Regions from separate parts of the Triticum aestivum genome. Here region 2 is linked to region 1. Evidence: chromatin contacts called from public Hi-C data. All regions are on one chromosome and are shown on one strand. Each heading gives the region's core, a stretch centred on a gene start, on an enhancer-like site or on the middle of the called end of the contact. The rest is flanking DNA. Distances are from core to core; before and after follow the strand shown. Region 1 holds the start of LOC123190343 (binding partner of ACD11 1). Region 2 holds the start of LOC123186010 (myb-related protein Zm1).

Region 1 (3,709 bases), core at 690-3,189:
TAAAAGTAATGTAGGCAACTTGAGACAGCTCGTCGCCACTGCAAAGTATTTAAAAGGTTAATGAGATTGATAGTACACAGTGGACCACAAGCATAATGAAGATCGTATTACTAACCTTTGCATTTCAACATGCACAAGGTCACCAGAAAAGGAAAAGAATTCCTTTACATCTCTTAGTGCTGCTTTTAGCGACAAATTGCTCACCATGACTGTGCTAAGCGTGCTTGTCTTCATCAAAGAAATAAAAGTATAAAAAGGAACAATTAATACTCCATCTCATAGATAGTATGTTGTTCTAGGCTATATGAGAAGAAGCTCAGCAACACACACTTGTACAGTATCTGAAAAACTAATAAGTAATGCAGACTTCTATGCACTGTCACATAAATAACACCGATGGCCTAAATCGATAACTTGTGCCTTATCTTGTTTCTAGTAAGGCATTACACAATATCTAATGGGATTTCCTAATCAACATTACACAACCTCAGTTAAAAAAGAAAGAACTTACCACCTCCACAGCTCCGATCTATGTTAGAAAATGATGAATTTGTTCCCAATGTCTTAGGATTATTTTAAATCCGGTACCCCAAACTAATATTTTTGGACAAGATTGGCCACTAACTGTTCATATCAAATCGCTGGAAACATATGCAGCCACTTTATGCATCAAGCTTAATATTTCAACCTCAGATGTTCATAAAGTGATTTATTCATGCTAAAAACATCATCTCCTTCGAAGGTTTGCATGTTTAAACTGTGCCATCATGCTAGGTTTTATGCACAACAACTATTCAATTTGTATGCAGATCAGTATGTGCCGCTCGTAATGAACATGTATATAGCACTCACAGTCACCGCCAAGACCTTTTTTCCGTGACAGGCATTGTATGACCCCAACGATATTTTACTAGTCAGTGCAGCTAGCATATCAAATAAAATAAAATAGCTAAACTGTAAACTGACGTAATCAGCGCTCTTTTGCTATTATGAAATATAGAGGAGAAAGAAAGCTCAATATTCACCATGCACTGATTGTTACATAACATTCTTGGTGTTCACAATGCAATAAAAAGAAGTAATAAGATCATTTTTTTTGCACCTAATACTTCAGCACAAGCAAGCAGGCATAAACAGATAACATGGGACAGGATATTAACCAAGTATACACGCTGGTTAAACCACTCACTGCAGACATCATAATATCAAACAAAAGTTTGCCAAAAAAAAAAGGGTTACGGAAGGCTGTTCATGGCTCACAAATCACAACACTTGGCCACAGTAACAATAACTAGATAAATCGACGGCGCTGGCACCTAAGTGATTTGAGTACCCTATCAGCATTCTACATGAGTGGGCGGCAGATTCAGCCCGCCGGCCATCCCACATTCAGGCAGGTAGAATGCCGAGCGAAACCGGACGAGATTTCACTAGAATCGATTGGTAAGAAACGGCTGCCTCCGATACACTATCCCACATTACATTCCTAAGGGACACCAATTTCTGGAGCCAAACTCTCTACTTTCCCCATCTTTGGCAGGACAAATTGACAAAAAGAAAATTCTATCCAGGACTGCGTATGCCCAAATCTAGAACCCCCCCAAACCAAAACCCCTGCTTCTAAAGTCTAACACGCAAACCAAGACCAGATCAACAGAGCCAAGAAGCACTCGGGCCGGAAACGGCGCTGCCGCCGACGGCCGACAGAGAGAGGGGGAACCGGGAGAGCTCACCGCCATGGCCGCGATGCGACGCCGAGATCTCCGAACCCTAACCGCTGACTTGAATCGGGAAACGGGAAGAAAAATATGCGAGAAATGGATCCGCCGTGTCCAGCGGGCGGGATTTATAGGAGGGGGGAGAAGGCGGAGACGCGGAGTGGAGTGGAGCAGGCGCCGGTTCCTGCCGTCCAACTCCAGCAATAGACGTGGAGGCGGTGACGTGGCGACGTGTGGGGGCGCGCAGGCTGCTGGGACCCCACCACGCTCCGGCCCTTTTACTTTGGGCCCTGCCTGTTGGAGTGTTGGGTCCAGTCCAGGGGCTCGCAGCCTCAGCGGCCTCGCCACCGGTTGCTCAAACAAATTTAAAAAGCCGACCTCGCCAACGAGAAAGCACAAATATTCCTCAAAAAGGAAAAAAAAACCGACAAAGCACGGGCAAGGTAGGGAGGGGAAGCGAAGCAAGGAACCCAATAAAGCGAAGTTCGTAAAGGAAATCCCGTCAAAAAAACAAAGTTCGTAAAGGAAATACTGAGTTCAATAAACGACACGGATATGGTGTACACGGGTACGCGTACATCTTTTATGGATAGTACATCAAAAAAATAGCACTCTCTCTATTCCCATTCCTCTATGTAGTGCACATAGATTTAGACGCAAATACCAATGTGTGGGCTGGCACAACAATTTGGACGAGAATGCCCTACCTCGGTCTGTCCCAGCACCAAAGTGCCCACCTCATAAGAGCAACTCTAGCAGACCCCACATGTGTCTCCGATCCGCAAAATAACCGTCGAAATACGGGTATGGGCCGAAAAGCCTGCCTGACCAGACCCGGCATTCCGTCTCGACCCGCAAAAAATTTTGAAGGGCGCGGCAAATTCCCGACCCCAACCCGGGAAAACGCGGGTTTCCCCCTCGCGGCTGCGGTGCCCTGCATAACAGAGAAGCAGTTGGCGGGAGGGACATTTCAGCCCCGCGATCTTTTCCCCCCTCCTTCCGCCGCCCGCCCGCCCTTGCTTCCGCCCGCCCGCCGTCGGTGATTCCGGCCATATCTGCGGGCGGAAGCGCGCCGCGGGGCCGCCCACACCCTCCCACGCCGAGCGGCTGCACCGCTCCTCCGGATCCGGCGAGAAGAGCCGCCACCCGTCGCCGCCGCCGCCGGGGATCGACCACCATCGAGCGCACCCCCTCGTCGCCGCCCGTGATCACCCGCCACCGGTTAGTCCCTTCTTTGTGATTTTTGCGAGCTGTGTAGTAGATTGACGCGTAGGTGTGCGTGTAGATGGAGTTGACCCCGTGCGAGAAGTTCTTGCTATCCGATTCGTCCGATTCGAACGACTCGGATGTGGAGACCATGCTTGCGACCTTTCGGCGGCAAACATTAGTCATGGCACTTGCTGTGAAGGAGCATGAAGACGAGCATCGGAAGAGGAGACGAGGATCTACTCTCGGGCGTCTGTGCATTCCTTGGAATCGCCATCTTGGGAATGAGATGTTGATGCAAGACTATTTCGCGGAGAATCCTACATATCCTCCACACCTCTTCCGGAGAAGGTACCGAATGCGCCGATCCCTCTTTGTGAAACTTGTTCAAGCTTGCGAGGCAAATTGTCGGTATTTTACTCAAAGAAGGAATGTCTCGGGCTTAAAGGGATTTAGCGCATATCAAAAAATCTCCGCAGCTATGCGGGTGATTGCATATGGCGTTCCGGTTGACTATGCCAATGAGTATCTTCGCATTGGTGAAGATAGCACAATTAAGTCTGTGCGTAGATTTGCGAAAGTGATCATCCGTGTCTTCGGTCCTGAGTATCTTCGGGCACCCAATGAAGATGACACAAAAAAATTGATGGCAACAAATGAGAGGAGAGGTTGACTTGGCATGCTAGGTAGCATTGATTGTATGCATTGGAATTGGAAAATTTGCCCCAAGGCTTTGCAAGGAATGTATTGTGGCAAGTCTCGTGATGCAACAATTGTGCTAGAGG
Region 2 (3,709 bases), core at 449-2,948, 200 kb before region 1:
TGACTTGTTTGCGTCGCACCACTTTGCTGCTTCGGCGCAACGTGGTCGCATGTGTGGAAAAGTTATTTTAAGCATCTCCTCGAGCTTGTGTGTGCTTCCTAGCCTAACTATATCCCTTTTTTTCGTATAGTCTTCGTGCTGGGTACGTACGTACTCCTGCTGCAGGCGTACAGTTGTACAGTTTGTACATGTATATGTTGTGTACTAGCATCAGTCGTGGCCGTCCGATCGCGGTGCTTGTTTCTATACTAAGAGATCGGACGGTTTATATATACCGAGTGATCTCATAGACCCATGGGGATGTCTGTGAGAACTGCAGAGGCTTCGGGCCCATGGATGGTTGACGTGGCGCTGGCGGGGCCGGCTTGGAAGTAGGACGACACGGGGTCGTCCACGCTGGCGGAGAGCGGGTCCGCGCGACCCGACAGGCCTTGCGGGTCCGGTTGTTGGTACTGGTAGTCGTCGATGGGCCCCCACAGGCCCAGCTCCTTTTCCAAATCTTCCAACCACCACTCCTTTCCGTCCTCGTCGTCGGCCGTTGCGGCGCTCGCCTCTGGTCCCTTGCCGTCGCACGGCGCCGCATTGCTCCACGGGACCTGCGCCGTTTCGGCGCAGGCGCCGGCGCCGCCTTCGCCGTCCATGATGCTCCACAGCTCCGGCACGATGTCGATCTCCGGCAGGTCGAGCAGCGCGCCGTCGTCCACCACGCACGTCGGGGACGCGGACGAGCAGCGCGAGGTCGGCGCCGAAGAGATGGCCGGGCAGTGCGTGTTGGTGACGGTGTCCAGCAGCATGTCGAGGTCGAAGCCGAGGTCCAGCATGGGGATCTCGATCTTCTCCAGCTCCAATTCTAGTTCTAGTTCCTTGCTGGTGTTGCTCTGCTCGCCGGACTCGCCGCTGGAGCAGTTGGTCGTGGTGGTGGTCGTGGTGGTTGTGGAAGAGGATGGAGACGGAGACGGCGCCGGCACGTCGGCGCAGGTGGTTTTCTTCTTGCCCTTGGCCCCGCCCTTCTTCTGCTCCCCGGCGCTGGCCGCCACCCGCTTCTTGAGGTGCGTGTTCCAGACGTTCTTGATCTCGTTGTCGGTCCTCCCCGGCAGGCACGCCGCGATCTTGGACCACCTGGACAGCAATTGTTAGCCCACTGCAGTTGATTACACATGTATGGAGCTTTCTTCAGGGTGCTGCAAAAGGAAAGCGATGAACGCACTTGTTGCCGAGCATGTTGTGCAGCTTGATGAGGGTCTCCTCCTCCTCGACGGTGAAGTTGCCGCGCTTGAGGTCGGGCCGGAGGTAGTTGATCCACCGGAGGCGGCAGCTCTTGCCGCACCGGAGCAAACCTGTCGAACCAAAACACATCACATGCATCAGTCGAGTTCTCCCTTAAGCAAAAATTGGCATGAACTCATGCTACTGTTCGATCGACGGCGAGGCATTACCTGCTTGCTTGGGCAGGGCGCGCCAGTTGGCGTGGCCGAACTTCTGAATGTAGGCGATGAGGCGCATGTCCTCCTCCGGCGTCCAGGAGCCCCTGTTGAGCCCCACCTTGGCGCAGCACGGTGCCCGGCCTTTCCCCATCGGCCCCTCCTTCCCTCCCACCGCTTCAAACAGCTAGCTAGCCCGAATGGTCGCCGGCCGGCCGATGGCCTGTCTCCGCGCTAGCTGTTGCTGTTGCGCTCTCTTGTGCCGGAGGTGTGCGAGATGCAACCGGGACACTGGCCGGGCCGCCGGTATATATACACGCGCGCGGGGTGAAACTTTGGCTGCTGCGCGTCCCGTCCCCTGACCCTGCGACAGCTGACACCCAGCCAGCCACGGCCTGGTCCGTGTGCTCATGTGTCTGCCGCTGCCCCCGTCCCCACCGCTCACCAAACCCGGCCCCGCCTGTCACCACTACACCTGGGCTGCGCTACACTATACACCTGAGCCCGTCCGTCCCGATCGATCCATCCGTCCCCGACGAGAAGGTGGCGGATCGCCTTGCGTGTGTCTGTGATTCTGTCGGGCTAGTTTATTTCCCGGTCGCCTGATTTCCTCGGCCGCGGGCGGGCCTGCCGACGTTGCGCCGCCGCGGTCTTGGTGGGGTTCTCTTCTCTCCTTTCGTGCCTCGTACGATGTCCGGCTGGGACCGGCGGGATCGCGTGGTCGCCCCCACGACCGGACGTGTGCCCCCGCCCCGGCGATCCGCGTCACGGCGACACGGCGGCACCCAGACAGTCCATGGCTCATGATCTGGCAATGGCGAAAACACACACACCCACAAGAAAAAGTAGGTTAACCGGGACAGGGACGGGCCGCGGAACGGAACGGATCTCTCCTCCTTTGCATGATTCGTCCAGATCAGTTTCTTAATGGCGGGGAACAGTTAGCAAATAAAGCGGCTTTGCTTGGAACCAAATTTATCGCCGGGATTGGGGAACAGTACGCGCAGCACTGTTGGGAGGCTCCGATAGGCGAATCAGCGCAGCGTTAGCATGCACCCTACGATTCATTAGACTCGCTGCCTAATTCGTCCCGTTTTTATTTTTCTTCCCCAATTATAACCCGCGGGGGAACTGCAGCTGCAGGACGGTGGCGGATCGCAACCCCGCAACAAACAGTCGAGCTCGCGATCAAAAGCGAATGAATAATCATAATTGGACCGCATGTTTTTGCTGCTCCTTTTTAATAATTCGTTTCAAAGGGAAAAACGTCGTCCCCGATCGAGTACGGGTATGGTATGATTTGATTAAACGGCCTCAGCGCCGAAGTTTTCAATGTCCACAGTTAAGTACGGATATGGGATAATATATATGTGGTGGTAACTAGTAGCCGTTCAAATGGTAAATTTGTTATGTGTTCTCAAAGCATGCATATATAGAACTACTTGTAAAATTGCTGCGATTTGGGGAGTGCTGCTTGAGCTGATCCACGTAATTAAGCACACGTGATGTTTACTGTTGGCTGATTTAGGTTTCTACCAGGCCCAGGAATGGGATGTTTACTGGAGGCTGGAGCTGGAGGCCGGGTTGCATTTGAACTTCACTTTCCTGCATGCATTATCCATCCACCCAAATTTGACCGGAGACGTGGCCGTGTGTCCGGCAAATAACGCTTGTTGCATTGCATCCAGGAAGAAATTGTCACCTCAGGGCTCCGAGCCGCTACCTCAAATCGCAGACAGTTTCGTGATGGAAGCAATTTGGCTGTAGACTAATTGGGGCGCCCAATTTGGCAAGAGAGTGCCTTGACCATCTAACCGCATGCCTTCCATGCACATAGACGACCGGAGTGGGCGCACATGCATGATCGGTGCCGCGTCGCATTTCTTATTTGGTTCCATGAGGGAATCAGGGCAGCAGGAACGCTATCTCTCGCTAATCATTTCGACGCAATATACTACGAGTGCTCCTGTAAAATATCCATATAATAGTAGCCGGCGAGGCTCACATTCTGAATTGGAAATTATCTGCATGCTTCCTTGGTTTAAATAACAAAACAAATCGTGCATGCACTCTGCGCATCTAAAATAGTGTCTGCGAGAACAGGACGGATCATGTTTCGGTTGGAAGCTTTTGATCCTTGCAGCTAGTCCGACAATGGCGGCATTAGACAATTCGGTTTTGTAGGACTGTCAGCAGTTGAGCAGGATCTCTACAATAATAACTCCATTATAAAGTAATCTTGGCAGCTGAGAGCTAGCTGCGACGTCAAACATAATTATTTCGAGCTC

Evidence for each region. A called contact is a pair of places that touch in the nucleus more often than the background predicts.
Region 2: a contact with region 1 is called in a Hi-C map of leaf, with 3 times the contacts expected there. The contact joins the promoter of LOC123186010 here to the promoter of LOC123190343 in region 1. A contact is called at or near these places in 4 of 5 Hi-C or Micro-C datasets (leaf and root).

What each region holds. Positions count from the first base shown.
Region 1 is chr2A:698,484,841-698,488,549 of IWGSC CS RefSeq v2.1, reverse strand. It overlaps LOC123190343 (binding partner of ACD11 1), which reads right to left and starts at 1,939. Exons shown (of 5, transcript XM_044602969.1): 1 at 1,734-1,939; 2 at 116-228; 3 at 1-38. The coding sequence starts at 1,739.
Region 2 is chr2A:698,682,915-698,686,623 of IWGSC CS RefSeq v2.1, reverse strand. It overlaps LOC123186010 (myb-related protein Zm1), which reads right to left and starts at 1,698. Exons shown (of 3, transcript XM_044597808.1): 1 at 1,437-1,698; 2 at 1,208-1,337; 3 at 1-1,119. The coding sequence starts at 1,575. The coding sequence ends at 285.